Linked DNA regions of Mus musculus: all the other regions are linked to region 3. The links are chromatin contacts, called in public Micro-C and promoter capture Hi-C maps. All regions are on one chromosome and are shown on one strand. The core of a region is the stretch at or near the end of the contact, and the rest is flanking DNA. Distances in the headings are between cores, read along the strand shown.

Evidence for each region. Promoter capture Hi-C pulls out the DNA fragments that hold promoters and counts their contacts. A called contact is a pair of places that touch in the nucleus more often than the background predicts.
Region 1: a Micro-C map of embryonic stem cells shows a contact between it and region 3, with 6 times the contacts expected there. The contact joins the promoter of Creb5 here to the promoter of Evx1 in region 3. A contact is called at or near these places in 4 of 39 promoter capture datasets (embryonic stem cells, hippocampal neurons, liver and 1 more), 4 of 484 Hi-C or Micro-C datasets (all in embryonic stem cells) and 1 of 9 other capture datasets (liver).
Region 2: a promoter capture Hi-C map of embryonic stem cells shows a contact between it and region 3, with 3 times the contacts expected there. The contact joins the enhancer-like site here to the promoter of Evx1 in region 3. A contact is called at or near these places in 5 of 39 promoter capture datasets (embryonic stem cells, liver, neutrophils and 1 more), 4 of 115 datasets of contacts at active chromatin or transcription factors (bone marrow-derived macrophages, embryonic limb bud, embryonic stem cells and 1 more) and 2 of 9 other capture datasets (adipose tissue and liver).

The regions. Positions count from the first base shown.
Region 1 is chr6:53,284,879-53,289,314 of GRCm38.p6, forward strand. It overlaps Creb5 (cAMP responsive element binding protein 5), which reads left to right and starts at 2,425. Exons shown (of 11, transcript NM_001327821.1): 1 at 2,425-2,495.
Region 2 is chr6:53,015,616-53,019,976 of GRCm38.p6, forward strand. The region is part of intron 1 of Jazf1 (JAZF zinc finger 1); the gene reads right to left. Among named protein-coding and RNA genes, the nearest start is that of Gm33219, 41 kb to the left of the region's middle. Within about 2 kb of position 1,941, at least 15 of the 459 cell types and tissues checked have an H3K27ac peak or open chromatin away from gene starts, as enhancers often do. A contact at or near this core is called in embryonic stem cells, where this site is marked.
Region 3 is chr6:52,311,703-52,316,355 of GRCm38.p6, forward strand. Evx1 (even-skipped homeobox 1) reads left to right here and starts at 1,796. Exons shown (of 3, transcript NM_007966.4): 1 at 1,796-2,569; 2 at 4,036-4,292. The coding sequence starts at 2,143. Evx1os (even skipped homeotic gene 1, opposite strand) reads right to left here and starts at 3,130. Exons shown (of 4, transcript NR_038163.1): 1 at 3,069-3,130; 2 at 1,602-1,868; 3 at 1,051-1,128.

The DNA of each region.
Region 1 (4,436 bases), core at 1,175-3,674, 970 kb after region 3:
GATACTTTGGTTCTGAGAAATCCTGGGTGAGACTGGGTGAACCAGCACAAGGCAGGCAGGCAAGCGAGGCACAGACATGGGGCCCGTTGGCGGGGTCTGATGGGTAAGAGGCTGCTTGCTGTCCATATATGCCCATGCTACAGATGAAAGAATGATGGGGGAAATTCTCTTTTTCAAAATCTGGCTTAAGTTTACTAACATCACCGAATGCCTCAGTCCCAGTACTTTCAATAACAGGGAGAAGGTGGGGCTTACAAAGCACTCTCCCAGGGCCGAGAACACTTGTTAATGCAAGTGATATAATTCTTGAGTTACTGTAAATATTCCCAGTGTTGCATTATGAAAGTTGGGTAGTGCTTTCATGAAAACTTATTTATTCATGCTTCTTATGTTTAGATAATTCTGTGAATTGAGTCATTTAACTCCTTGCAGGTGTGTGAATCTTGTGACCATCACCCTGGCTTTGCCCACTTAATTCTTCGCTTCATTCCTTTGGTTTATCCACCAGGGGGAAAACCCCAGCTCTTAGCTTCAAGCTGGCTCAATTCCTTTGGGCACTTTCTTTTTCTCTGAGGAAGGAGGTTGCTCTCTGCTCTGGGTGAGCAAGGCTGTACTGGAAATTGAGATGGAAGGTGGATACGGAAGCTGCTGTTCAGTGAACCATGGTTTCCTTCCCTAAACCCAGACAATTGAGCCATCACAGTCAAGGTTTTGTTGTTTCAGGTTAGGACCAGCATCTTCTTTCACAGTTCCTTCAGTGTCCCATGGAGAAGAGGAGAGGAAAATTCACAGAAGAACTTATAGGAAGGCTACAAGGAAAGAGGGAGTTGTCAGTCCCTGTGATTTCAGGGAACCCTGAAGACAAGTGGTGGGGGAGGAGGGGCTAAACACTTCAAACCAGAAAGGAAATAGAAAGCTCTTCCACTTAGTATGTCAAAACCAGCTCAGAAATGTGACAATTTGGGCAAAGCATTACGATTCCTAGCCAGTCTAGTCATGATCCTCTGGCAGACTACACAGTCAGGCTGTGATGCATTGGGATGAGAGGCACTATATAAATGTCAGATGTTACATAAATGTCAGGAGCCATTATTGTTTGTTAATGGGGGCTAAACTGTTCCTAAGCAAAGATCCAACTCCCAGCCAGCAAGCTCTTAGTTGAAGTTCTAACCAGTCAGCCATCAGAAAAGAATTAATATGCCTGATTCTACCAAGGAACCCAGGTGAGATCTGGGGTTAGACATGCGCTAGAGTGGTCCCTGATGATCAGGAGAGCTCCTAGCCTTCTGAGTCTGTCTGCCTCAGCTCAGCTGTGAAATAGAGATAATTACAACACACTCCCCGCTTTTCCTTATTCTGTCAAAGTCATATGAGGAAGAAGAAAATGGTGTGGCTTCAAGTGTTTGGCAAAGTGTGAGCTGTTGTTGGATGACAGTGGTCATTTCGAACAGGCTTTCAATGCTCCCCAAAGGGAGAGAGAGCTTCCAAAAGGAAATCTAGCCCTTGCCAGGGATGAGGAAGGTGAGAGCGGTGGCTTCTGGCCCATGCTGAAAAAGGTCAGTCCTCTTTTCCCTTTGCAGACCTGGCCCTAGATCCTGTATTCTAGCCCTGGCTCGACTGCTTCCCAGCCGGCGAGCTTGGGCCAGTAGCAGAGGCTCTGGAAGCAATGGCCAGGGCCCTTCCGGCGCTGACGCGGAGTCTAAATCCGGCTCATCATTTGGCTCTTGGCTGAGATTCGCCTTTCGCCTTTAGAGAGATTCTCTCACAGGTCAGCACATGCAAGGTGCGAGACCAGGGAAGGCTGTGTGTAGTCCTACTGAGTGTGCACAAGAAGTTATATGCCCTTGAGCGTGATGAGGAGAGGGGCGGCGAAATGGAGATACTAAGAAGCCAGCATGCAGAGAACGCTGCAATGAGGTCATGGCTGTCACAGGCAAAGGATCTGGGTATCTTCGGTGGCTGGGGTAGGGAAGTAGGAAGTGGCCTGCATTTGTAAGTGTAAATGTCTCTTTCTACCTCCTTCAGCATCCTTACCACCTCATGCACACACCCCAAACCTTACTTCTTTCTGACCCTACAGACACTTCTTGCAGAAGAGCTCGTGCCGGTGTCTCCTGCGTGGCTCTGTTTGAAACCTTCAGGATTGTTTCCAAGCTGACTCACACCACTAATGTCGGGGGGCCGTGTTACTCGGCGCTGGGCTGTGCAAGCTGTTGCTTGCGCGATCGCGGACGCCGCCGCAAGCACCCGGGTCCGCTCGAGGGGCGGGATTTGGGCGGGGCGGAGACCGGGCCCGCCCCCTCGGCGTGCGGGCCCCGCCCCTCTCTCCCTCCTTTTCCCCAACGGACCGCAATGATTTAGAAGTTCAGGAATCCCACGTGACGTCACCGGGGGGGTGATGTAATGCACTCTAAATAGAATGTATTGTAATCTTTGCTCAGTCCAACGTGGTCCCTTCACCCGGGCTCGGCTCTTGCCTTCTCCACACTTGTTTGGTAAGTTCCTAAAAATACGGCGCGGCCACTTCTGGGCCTTTTGCATTTAGCCACTTTCGCTGCACTTGCCGCGCGAGCCGACTCCGGAGCGTCCTTGTTTGCAGGGGTTGGTTCATCGCTGCAGCCGCGAGGTTACTTAGTCCAATGGGCAGGTCACAGGGCAAGGAGTAGAAAGGATGCGATGCATTTTTTCCCCCTTGATTTGTGTTTGTAAACACTTTGGCGGATCAGAAGGAAGTCCGGCCCCAATTGCTGGTGGACTGTGGAGTTGTGCTGTGTCCTGTAGTCACCCAGAGACCCCACGCCGTGTCCGTCCCGGAGCGCTTCTTGGTGATTGCTGCGCCGTGCGACTGGAGGGATGCTGAGTGGAGCCAGCGCCGTGTCCGACCCAGTGTGCGTGCGTGTATGGGAGCGCGCGTGAGTTTCCCTGACACGGGGAACAGTTATGAATCGGGGGTGTATGTTTGCCTCCAGAGCCCCGGCATGGTGTGGAACCCTTCTGAAGTGTGGTCAAGCGGCGGTGGTGGTGGCGGCGGCGGAGGCGGCAGTGGTAGCAGCAGCAGCAACAGACCAGGAACCTGGAGCCTCCTCGCATCCCGTTTCTCAGTGATGCAGCGGAACCCCGGGAGAAAGTTAGCAAACTTCCAACCGTTGCGGCAAAGTCGCCTGGTCACCTAGGGGCAGCCGAGCGAGTTCGCAGGGGGTTCTCCCTCTCCCGGGTGCCCAGCGGCCGCTGCCAGTTCTCGCGACCGGCCGCCGGCTGCAGCGGGAGGGTCGGTTGCCTTGGAGGGGGACTTGACTTTCGCTCCAGGCGCTCCAGCTCGAGAGTGCTCCGCAGCCCTCGCCTTCACTCCTGCAGCCGCCTCCCGCCTCCGTCCCCTTTGCGCTGGCACTCTTACTTCTTCCGGGCTGCTGCCCCAAATGACAGCTGGGGCCCGAGCCGCACTGCACCCAGGCGGTTCTCAGGACCGGGCGACAGAGTCTGCCTTTGAGCCAGATTCTTTATCGAACCGCTTAAACTTTTCACAAAGTTCTTAAAGGGTTGAGACAAGCAGACACCGCCCCCACTAAGCCACTTTAGAGGGACTATAGCCCGCTTTAATTTTTCATTTATTTTCTAGTCATAGATTTATTTCCAGGGAGTGTCTAGTAGAAAAAGCTCCAGCTTTCCCTGGACGAGTGCCGCCCCCACTTGATGCTGGTTCAACGCTGGGAACTAGAGTGGGCTACTTGTACATCGTTGTCAGTATCAGCAACGCTTGCTTGGTTTTTTATTTTTCCCTCTTCCTGACATGTGTCAAAGAATAAAGGCTGGCTACAGGTCCATTACGTCATTCTGCAGGCCAGTAAGTGTTTTATTAAGGGCTTCAGATATTCAAGGGTTTGGGGGCTCAGAATGCTGTCAAAGCAACTATGCCCCCATCCCCCGGGGCAATTGCGGGTTCTCTGGACACAGCTATTGCCCTCTCTTTCCCTACCCCTCTTCCTCCATCCCTCTCCCGCCCACCTCGTTATCACTCGGCCTGCCCCCGCCTTTTACAGTTTCCCCCAGGGGGAATGCTGTCCCAGGAGTGAGCTGAAGAGCTTCTGGTGCCTGAGCGAGCTCAGTACCTGATGAACGCTCAATCTGCCCTTTTCTATTATTTAAGAAAGGCACTATCCAGGCCCGTTTTTCCCACGCGAGAATGTTCAGCCTGGATAGAAAAATCCCTGGAAAGGTTTAGAAGCCTTATATGCTAATAGCTTGTGCCTGCAGTGACTTAGGAAAGCAATAAGCCACAGCTAAGAGCCCAGAGCCCCGTGAACCGAGCCTAGGAGAAGGATGAAGGACCTGACTAAATCAGGTTTAGCGGGAAAGGATCTAGATTTGACATTTTATTTCCAAAGTCAAGGAAGTGTCTGAGAGCTGAAAGTACCATACAACACTTTGCTGCTGCTGCG
Region 2 (4,361 bases), core at 691-3,190, 700 kb after region 3:
CAACAAAACCCTAAGTCACTGTATCTCCTGAGTGTCAAGCTGCCAGATCTGGGTTTCTTTGTAGATGCACCCCATTCATAGACCTCCCAGCCTCCTCGCGACTCCTATAAATGGTGGCCTTTTGCCTCACTTTCACTTACTCATGCAACACATGTTTGTTGCATACTTATTATTTGCTAGACAATGACCTAGGTGCCAGACACAGTAGTCAGAAAATGTCCCTACTGTTATCCCACTACAAGAAAATGCACTCATAATACAAAACAATAACCTTTCAGGAAGCAATGAGAGCTGAGAAGAGAATAAGTAAGACAGGGGCGGAGGTGGGACTCACAGGCCACTTGAGATGAAGGTACCCATCACTTAGACCTTAAACATAAAAGAGCAAGGCAGGCATAGGTGGGGCAAGCAAATCCTCACCCAGGACAAGAAACAGCATGGAACAGAGAACTGTAAGGAACATGAAAGGGCAACGTGATGATACAAGAACAATCGTGGGCTGTGAGGTTTGTCAGTCAAACCGGACCATTGCTAAGCTCCTTTCTCTGGATGTACTGCAAGACTGTAAAACTAAGCAAAAGTCTGCGGCACAAGAGAAGATAAAGGCAGGGATCCTCATGGGGGTGAGTAGATGCAGCTAACTCCAAAGGGTCTTTCATTTTTCTGGTCAAAGTCTAGTATTCTTTGATTTGAAAATCTTCCTGGCCAAATGGAATCCAGTCTTGAACTAATTGCTCCCAAAAGGAGGTAGAATGTATTTCCCACCCAAAGTTCTGTTGCCTGTGACCTTCTAAAGGTTGGGATTAATGAAGAGATTAGTTGTTTAAAACACTGAATCAACACTCTAGGATATCCTAAGCAGTGATCAGCAACTTAAGGGCATATATTAGGGAAAGTTTGGAAGCTTGCTTTTACATAGCTAGTGGAGTTGACTGCTGCATAGCAGATCAGAGATCTCACACTGGTGGTGTGAGAACTCAGCCATGGGCAGATGGACAGATGGGCAGATCCTTCTCTGAAGCACACAACTTGTCCTAAGTCAGGCCTTAGGTTCCTGAAGCCTTTACGGACTTAACTGAAAATGCCCTTAACCAAACATGCACCCTCATGTGTAATCCATCTCAGGATGTGGTGGCACTGATGGCTTTTGGGGTACACATTTGCCAGGAACTTATGGGTCTAGGAGAACAAGGCTGGAAACAGTAATGATAGTGAGATTTGCAAGAGGAAAGTCTTGAGATTCTAGTAGATTACACAGTATATTTCCAGGTTTGCCCTATGAAACGCTTACATTAATCCTTACAGAGAAATACTGCTAACTCTTAACTTACCCTGAGGATCTAAAGCAGTTGTTCTCAGTCTTCCTAATGCTGTAACCCTTTAATACAGTTCCTCATGCTGTGGTGACCCTGACCATAAACTTATTTTTGTTGCTACTTTACAACTGTAATTTTGCTACTATTATGAATCATAATGCAAATATGTGATATGCAGGACATCTGATTTGTGACCCCTATGAAAGGGTCTTTTGACCCTCAAAGGGGTTAAAGCATACAGGGTGAAAACTACAGTTCTAAAGAACAGCGACAGAAAGGTGCGAGAGTTCTCAGTACATGGTTCCTGGACCAGAGGCACCCCAGTCCCGGGGAACTGTTAGAAAGTACAGCATGTTCACAGGTCTGGCCCCAGACTTAAGAAATTCAAATTTTGGCAGTAGAGTCAAAAATCTGTTTTTTAACAGGCCCTCCAGATGCTTCTGCTAAACCTGAAAACTGCCTGCCATTCTAGGCTAACTCAGTAAGATGTGTGTCTCTGATCTTGAACCTAACACCAGCTTGCTGCAAAGTTTAATCAACAGGAAACCAAAGATCCAAGAGTACCTTCCACACTATCATTGCTTGCATTCAAACTGTCTGAATTCCTGAACACAATGACCTTTTCAAAAGAACCAACCAGTCAGAACACAAGATGCTGAGTCACTTTCTTGGGCTAACCGATCAGTCTAAGCAGAGGATATTCTTCGAAAACTCAGGTTGGAGCAGACCTCTGAGAAGACTCACTAAGTCCTCTGTTCTGACCCAAGGCTGTTTTTCATGAGCCTTCCGCCAGGGCTGTTAGATTCCACCTGGAGGAGCACTGCTTCCTGGGCTGGACAGAGGACAAATTCATCCAGCAGGGCCTCTGTAAATAGTCCCTGAGTATTCACAGAGTATGTGCCTTCTAGCCAACATCTGAGAGAACCAGAGACTCATTTGTCTGTCAGTATTTCTGACAATAATAGGGTGTGATACAGATGTACAGTTGTTACAAACCTTTAAAACAAACAAGAAACCTAGAAGATACTTCAGTCCTTACAAAGGATAGGAAATCTCAGGTCAAAGGGTGGCTCTCAAACTGAATTTTACAAGACAATCACTTGTGATGCCTAATAAAAATGCAGACTTGGGGGTGTGGGGAAGTCTCAATATGAAGCACTGTGATTGAGTTGGTACGGGAAGAGAGGCAGGAATGTGCTTTTTAAACTATGCTTAAGAGATTAAAAATATGTATTTAAGTTATCAACACTGTCCCTTCTGCAGCTGTTCAGGAACTTTGCTAGAGGGTAATGAGAAGATTTTTTATTTCTATATTTAGGGAAATAAATCAATATGGTAGCAAAAAGAACAAGTCCCCCCATTTTCTAAATGCATGCTAAAGCAGTCTTCATTAAACTAATATTTAACCTTTTCTTAATACAAAGGTTAAGCATGATCACTATAAAAAAATCAAGGAGGAATGAGAAGAGATATAATATAAAATACACACCACTTGGTACATTATATTTTCTAGAGAACAAGTTGGCCCTAACACACACACACAATGGGGACAGAATTTAGAAAAAAGTATAGTTATTATGTGTCTTTTAATTGCTAACAACATTATCAACTATCACTCCTTGAGTCTTTTAGATATAAAATAATAGAATGATAAAAACTTTAAGAAATTGAAATTATATTTACATAGCTAGCACACAAGTACAAATATATGTGCCATTTGTAGGAGTCTGCTAAAAATCTGCTTTTTAATAAAGCAATTTGGTGCTGATAATTTTTAGGGATATTTACTAGTTAAGTGAATGCATGCACATTACTAGAGGCAGACACATAGAGAATAAATTGATATAAGTGAAACTTACTAGACCAAGGTTTTCTCATTAAATCCAAAGGGAACCAAAAGACCACTGAAATGAACCAGACTCACCCCTACCTGTTTAACATTCCCATAGTGTCTATAAACAAATTCTTTCAACCCGAAAGTAGTCAAAAAATAAGGGAATTTTACACAATGCACTCACCACAACCTGAGAGCTGAATTCTTGGGCATTTATAAGTGAGGCACTATAAGTATGTGAGTTTAGTTACTGCCCACCTACATCCATATTCCAAAGCTTGTAATGGCTTCAACACTTAGCTGTTGCTGGAACACAAGATGCTGAGGAACAAACTGTGCGTAGTATTAAGGGTTTGGTTAGGGCCAAGTGCAACAGGACATGAATGAAGTCTATGCATTCTCTAAAGCAGGACTCAGGAGTCAACAGAAGTCAGCCTGGTAGAGTGATTTCTGAAAATGAGGCTCACTCACCCTTCCTCTGTCTTTTTGTCTTCCACAGTACCCCTGTGCTCATAAACACAAGAGATCACAAAGAATATCAAATTCATGGATGTTAGCCAAAGAACAGAGATATACACCTGAGACCTCTCACTGTTGGGAATAGTGAAGCTAGGTATGCTAGGAAATTTGTCCTTTGAGAGTGACAGGGCATGGTCCCATAGAGGGCACAGCATGACCCTTACCTGGTGAGCTCTTCAGAAATAAAGACTCCTAGTCCTCAAATCAAACAGTGGTTAAGTTTTTCATTCAAATCCATACAAAAATGTCAGAACCTATCATATCATGGTAGTCTCGAGGTCCAATTGTTCAGGGTATAAAAGCTATCAGTTACAGTAAGGCTGGGAACATTCAGCACAGCACGACAGTGCTGCATGCCAGTAATGTATACACTCACAAAGACAGGGCTCTTAAAAAGCTCACCCTCTGCTTTGGTTGGAACCCTTCTAAATGCATCCACCTGAATATACACAATGAGCTCTCCGAGACTACCCAAGATTAGAGAAATAAATGACTCCCAATCTCTTCCCCAAACACTTCACCTTCTCTCTGTATGTAAGTAAAACTGGAGTATATAATCATTAAAATCTTTAAGAAGTTCCTTTAAAATTATACATATCATTTCTTTCCTTTTTCCCTGGAGACAACAAGGAAGACAGGCAGATATTTGGTCCCTAAACTAGATGTGACTTTTGACATTAAAAATGTCAACG
Region 3 (4,653 bases), core at 546-3,045:
CAGGACAAGCCAGAATTGGTGGATATCTCCTCAGGGCAGGAGAAGATCCGAGAACTCACTATCCCCTTGACCCCATCTCTGCCTTGGCCTCTGAAATCTTTCTCTAGATTTCTGGGCTGGCAGTGTTCAGCAACTGCTGGCTTTGGGGGTTAATAGGGAGTGGACACATTTGCTTGGATACCACCCTTCTTGTCATCTGCCCTTGTTCCCCAGGCAAGATTAACAAACATTTGCTGCATCAGGAGAGAAATGGAAAGCCAGAGTCGTTTTCCTAAACCTCTGGCTTCCTCCATTATTTCCATAATCCTAAATCAGCCAGATTGAGGGAAGGGTAGAGAGAAACTGAGAAAAGGGTAGGAGACAGAGGACAATGAGGGAATCACAGGAACTTTCTTAGAAGCTGGGGCTTTGCCTTGGGACACAGGAGTTTTTATCCCCACCCCCCGCTTCTTCAGCTAAGAGGGCAGGCTGCTCACTAGTGGAAAATATTGCAGGGGGAGCCAGAGAGGGGGATGGAGGAGCTAAACTCGGAGGGTGCTCACCTCTGCCCCTCAATCTGGCCCACCTGCCAGGCTCCGCAGGAGATTCTTCTACTCCTTCTCCCAAACACCAAGTCCCAGAATTCCACAGGTCCAGACCTTCACCTCCTCAGAGGATTAGCCTAGTCCCTTCACCCCGCCTACTGCCTGTTTTTGTTTTTTGTTTTTGTTTTTTGTTTTCCCCATGACATTTCAACAACTTTCTCTCCTACCTCTAGCTTTGGACACAGAAAATCTCTTTTGGGTAGAGCCCAGGAGAGGACCCTGCAAGCTCAAACCCTGCTGATACTCTTTGCCACACAATCTACCCACAGCTGCCCTAAAACCATCAGAGAAGGCCAGCACCTTCTACCTGGGCTCCTTCCGTACTACCAGAGCAGGGGGCCGGATTGCCAGCTCCTTTTCATTAGAACACGCCGTTTGTGGCAGAATTCGTTGACTCTGTAGAAATACCTAAAATACAGACAGAAAAAGAAAGGCCAATCTTAGACCCTTTCCCTAACCGACATACCTGAAATAGCCCGGAGATAAGCCAAACCAAAAGATGTTTTCTTCTATGAAGAGCCAATCCAAATTCAAATCAGGCCATCTAGATAGAGATAATTAACAACAACAACTCATTGAACACTTCGAATTTTAGCCAGGTGATCTGGGTGGGGAGAGATTTTTCTTCTTCTTCTAAAATCGAGGAACACTGTGTTAGCACACAAGGCCGGTTCTCAAAGGGGAAAACGATATCTTTTGGCTGTTAGGGGATGAAAATAAAGTTTGGTTCTTAGGAGGGAGACAGATGGGGTTGGGGAGATGAGGGAGGAACGGGTACTTTAGGCTCAAGCTCCCCAGACAACTGAGGTGGAGGGTACCTTTTCAGTAGCTGGTTAAAAAAAAAAAAAAAAAAAAAAAGACAAGCGGTTGTATTAATACTCAGAAAACCTGGGTTTGTAAACAGCTTCCAAAGAGTAGCTATGGATTCTTTCATTAGTATTAGATCTAGACACCAGGTTAAGAAAACAGAAGTCAAAACAACAATAAAATAAAATTTCAAAAGCATTTTTCAATTACCAAGTCCTGTTGCCCCTGTGGAACTCGCTGCGCGCCTTAAGCGCTCCCTTTTCTGTGTGCGGAATTCCATTTGCATCCTCTGTGTCTGGGTGTCTCCCTTTCCCAGTGTGTGTGTCTCTCTGTTTTCACACTCTCCTCCCCATTCGAGCGAGGCCCACACCTGGCGCATCACTGCCGAGCCATTAGCTGCGGGTCTCCTTTCATCTTCACTGTGGCAGACGTTTCTATTTATCCACTTGCGTTCGCCGAGTGGCGTCACCAGCGGTACTGTAATGACGATTGCAGCAGGAGGATGACAGCTTAGAAAGAAGAGGGCAATGGGGCTTCCTCCCAGAGGCGGTGCGGCACAGAGGAGCGCTCGCATCACAAGGTGACCCTAGCTCCCCACTGCCATCTCCGCGGTCGCCGTCGACACGGCGCTGGGGCTACCCGGCGCCTGCCTTGTCGCCTTAGCTCCTCTTCTCAGCCAAGATCCCAGGGAGCCTGGGATTAGGAGCTTACTTGGGGGTTTTCCCCCTCCCCCCCTCTGGAGAGTCCGGGGATGGAGAGCCGAAAGGACATGGTTATGTTTCTGGATGGGGGTCAGCTTGGCACTCTGGTTGGTAAGAGGGTCTCTAATTTGTCCGAAGCCGTGAGCAGCCCGCTGCCTGAACCGCCAGAGAAGATGGTGCCCCACGGTTGCCTGAGCCCGCGAGCCGGCCCTCCGACTTCCCGGGAGCGTGGCGGGGGAGGCCAGGAGGAGGAGCCGGTCGATGGACTAGCAGGCAGTGCTGCAGGGCTGGGCGCCGAGCCACGGTCTGCTGGAGCGGCCATGCTTGGCCCGGGACCCCCAGTCCCCTCCGCGGACAGCCTCTCTGGCCAAGGGCAACCTAGTAGCTCAGACACCGAATCGGATTTCTATGAAGAAATCGAGGTGAGCTGCACCCCAGACTGCGCCACCGGGAACGCCGAGTACCAGCACAGCAAAGGTAGCCACCTTGCCCCTCCGCTCCCCGGTCCGCCCACTCCACCCACAGTTCCCTTCATCTCAGGCCAGGTGCAAGATGCTCCTTTCCCTTGGGGCAGGATGGCTGGGGGTTGGGTGAGTGGGGCGGGGGCACCTGAACAACTCTTTTGCTCTCTGCACCTTAGTGTGTGTGAGGGCTCTCGTGTTATCCCATTAGAGTGACAGTTGTGCCTGGACGAATGTCAGCGTTGGCACAAGTCTTGACTTGAGGGGTCCAAAACGCACCCCAACCTCCCAACCCCCGAGTTTTGTGGGAATGATTCAGCTAAGACGGAAAGACACATCCGTCGGGTAGGGCAAGATCAAACGGTTGTCCGGGCAGTTTGACTGGAGGGGAGCAAGGCACAAGGAGGCGCGGAAGCCCGGAGAATATAAAGGACCGTAAAATCGTGGCGGACTCTGGTCTCCGGAGGGCTGCAGCCCTCCGACCAGTTTGCACGTCGGTCAGAGGTCCAAATTACCTTGTCACTTCCCGGGCTGGCGGCGCCAGGTCGGAAATGGTCCCAATGGTCTAATTGCCTTTGGTCTCCGGTTGCATTTGAAAAGGCGGGGATTGGGCCCTCCCCCTCCCTCTTTCCCTCAGTCTCACTTCTCCACCCAAAGGAAAAGCAGCTGCAGGGGGGCTGGAGCCCCACCCTCCTCTGGGGTGGGTCTAAGGGGTTGGTACTTTAATTACACTGCTCCTTCTCACCAGGGGCTAATGGGAGTGGGGGTGGATAGCTCAGAAGGGAGTCTCTCTATACCAACAATATCCACTCCTAGGAATGAAAGACTGGAAGCCCATCAGCAGACACACCTCCACAAAACCATGGGAATGGGTGGGAAAGGCTTGCCTCTACCTCTAGGCCTAGGCAGCCAACACCACCTTGTTAAGTATCCACCTCCATCTCCTATCATCTTATCATCTATCTAACCCAGCTTCTCTACCATACCATGTCCTCACAACCCATACTCAAAATATACCACTCCTGCAATAGGTGCAACCCAACACACATCCCCACACCTGGTACTGGCATACTGGTGCACACACACACAAGATCGAGGAAGCTCACTGTATGTCCAACAAGCTACAATACATTAACCTCAAGAATTCAGTGTTCCGGCACATCCTTACCCATCCCTACCAACACAAGCAGAGAGTTCAGGGGATATGCCCTTTGCTGCACCCAGGGGCAAGCGGAAGGGAAGCCTTTAGACCCAGTATGCCTTAGGTCCAGGTCTTCCAAACAGCCACTTTAAGCCTGCCCCAAACCTTTTCTGTGTCAAGACCTCTCCGGTGAAGCTTCCAGAGCCCCAGCAGAATCAGTGACTGAGGAAGCTAAGGGGTTCTCCTTCTAATGCCCCTCCTCCAGCCTGAAGTCAGCATTTGTTTGTGTATTTGTGTTGTGTCTCTGTATGTGCACCTGTGTGCTCTGGGCTCCTGTGCAGCGCCAGGCTCCGATGCTCTGGGTAGCAGTCCTACCAGTGGCAGCGAGGCCCCCAAGAGTAACGGTGGCAGCGGCGGCAGCGGCTCTCAAGGCACCCTGGCCTGCAGCGCCAGTGACCAGATGCGCCGATACCGCACGGCCTTTACCCGGGAGCAGATTGCAAGGCTGGAGAAAGAGTTCTACAGGGAGAACTACGTTTCAAGACCGCGGAGATGCGAACTGGCAGCAGCCTTAAACCTTCCTGAAACTACCATCAAGGTAGGCTGGGCTAGGATCCTCGAGGTGGCTATGTACCTAGGTTAGTAGGAAGGAGATGTCAACGGTCTACTGCAGCTGAATCGTCTGGGCCTGGACTCTCCAATCTGGTACACTCAGAATTTCCCTCTGACAGTCCATAGTCAGCCACTGCTGCCAAGATTCCCGTCCTTTTCCTAGGCAAACAGACTACGGAGACAGGTGACTGCAAGTGACAGTGTCCCCAAAGAACAGGGAGCCCTAAATCTATGGGAAAATGTCTTTTGCCTCCCCAGATCCATTGAGGCAGGCCTTCCTCTTAGTACCCTCACTCCAGCTTGTGATGCTAAGCCCGGTGGGCAGGCTGAGCGGCTGCCCAGTCCTG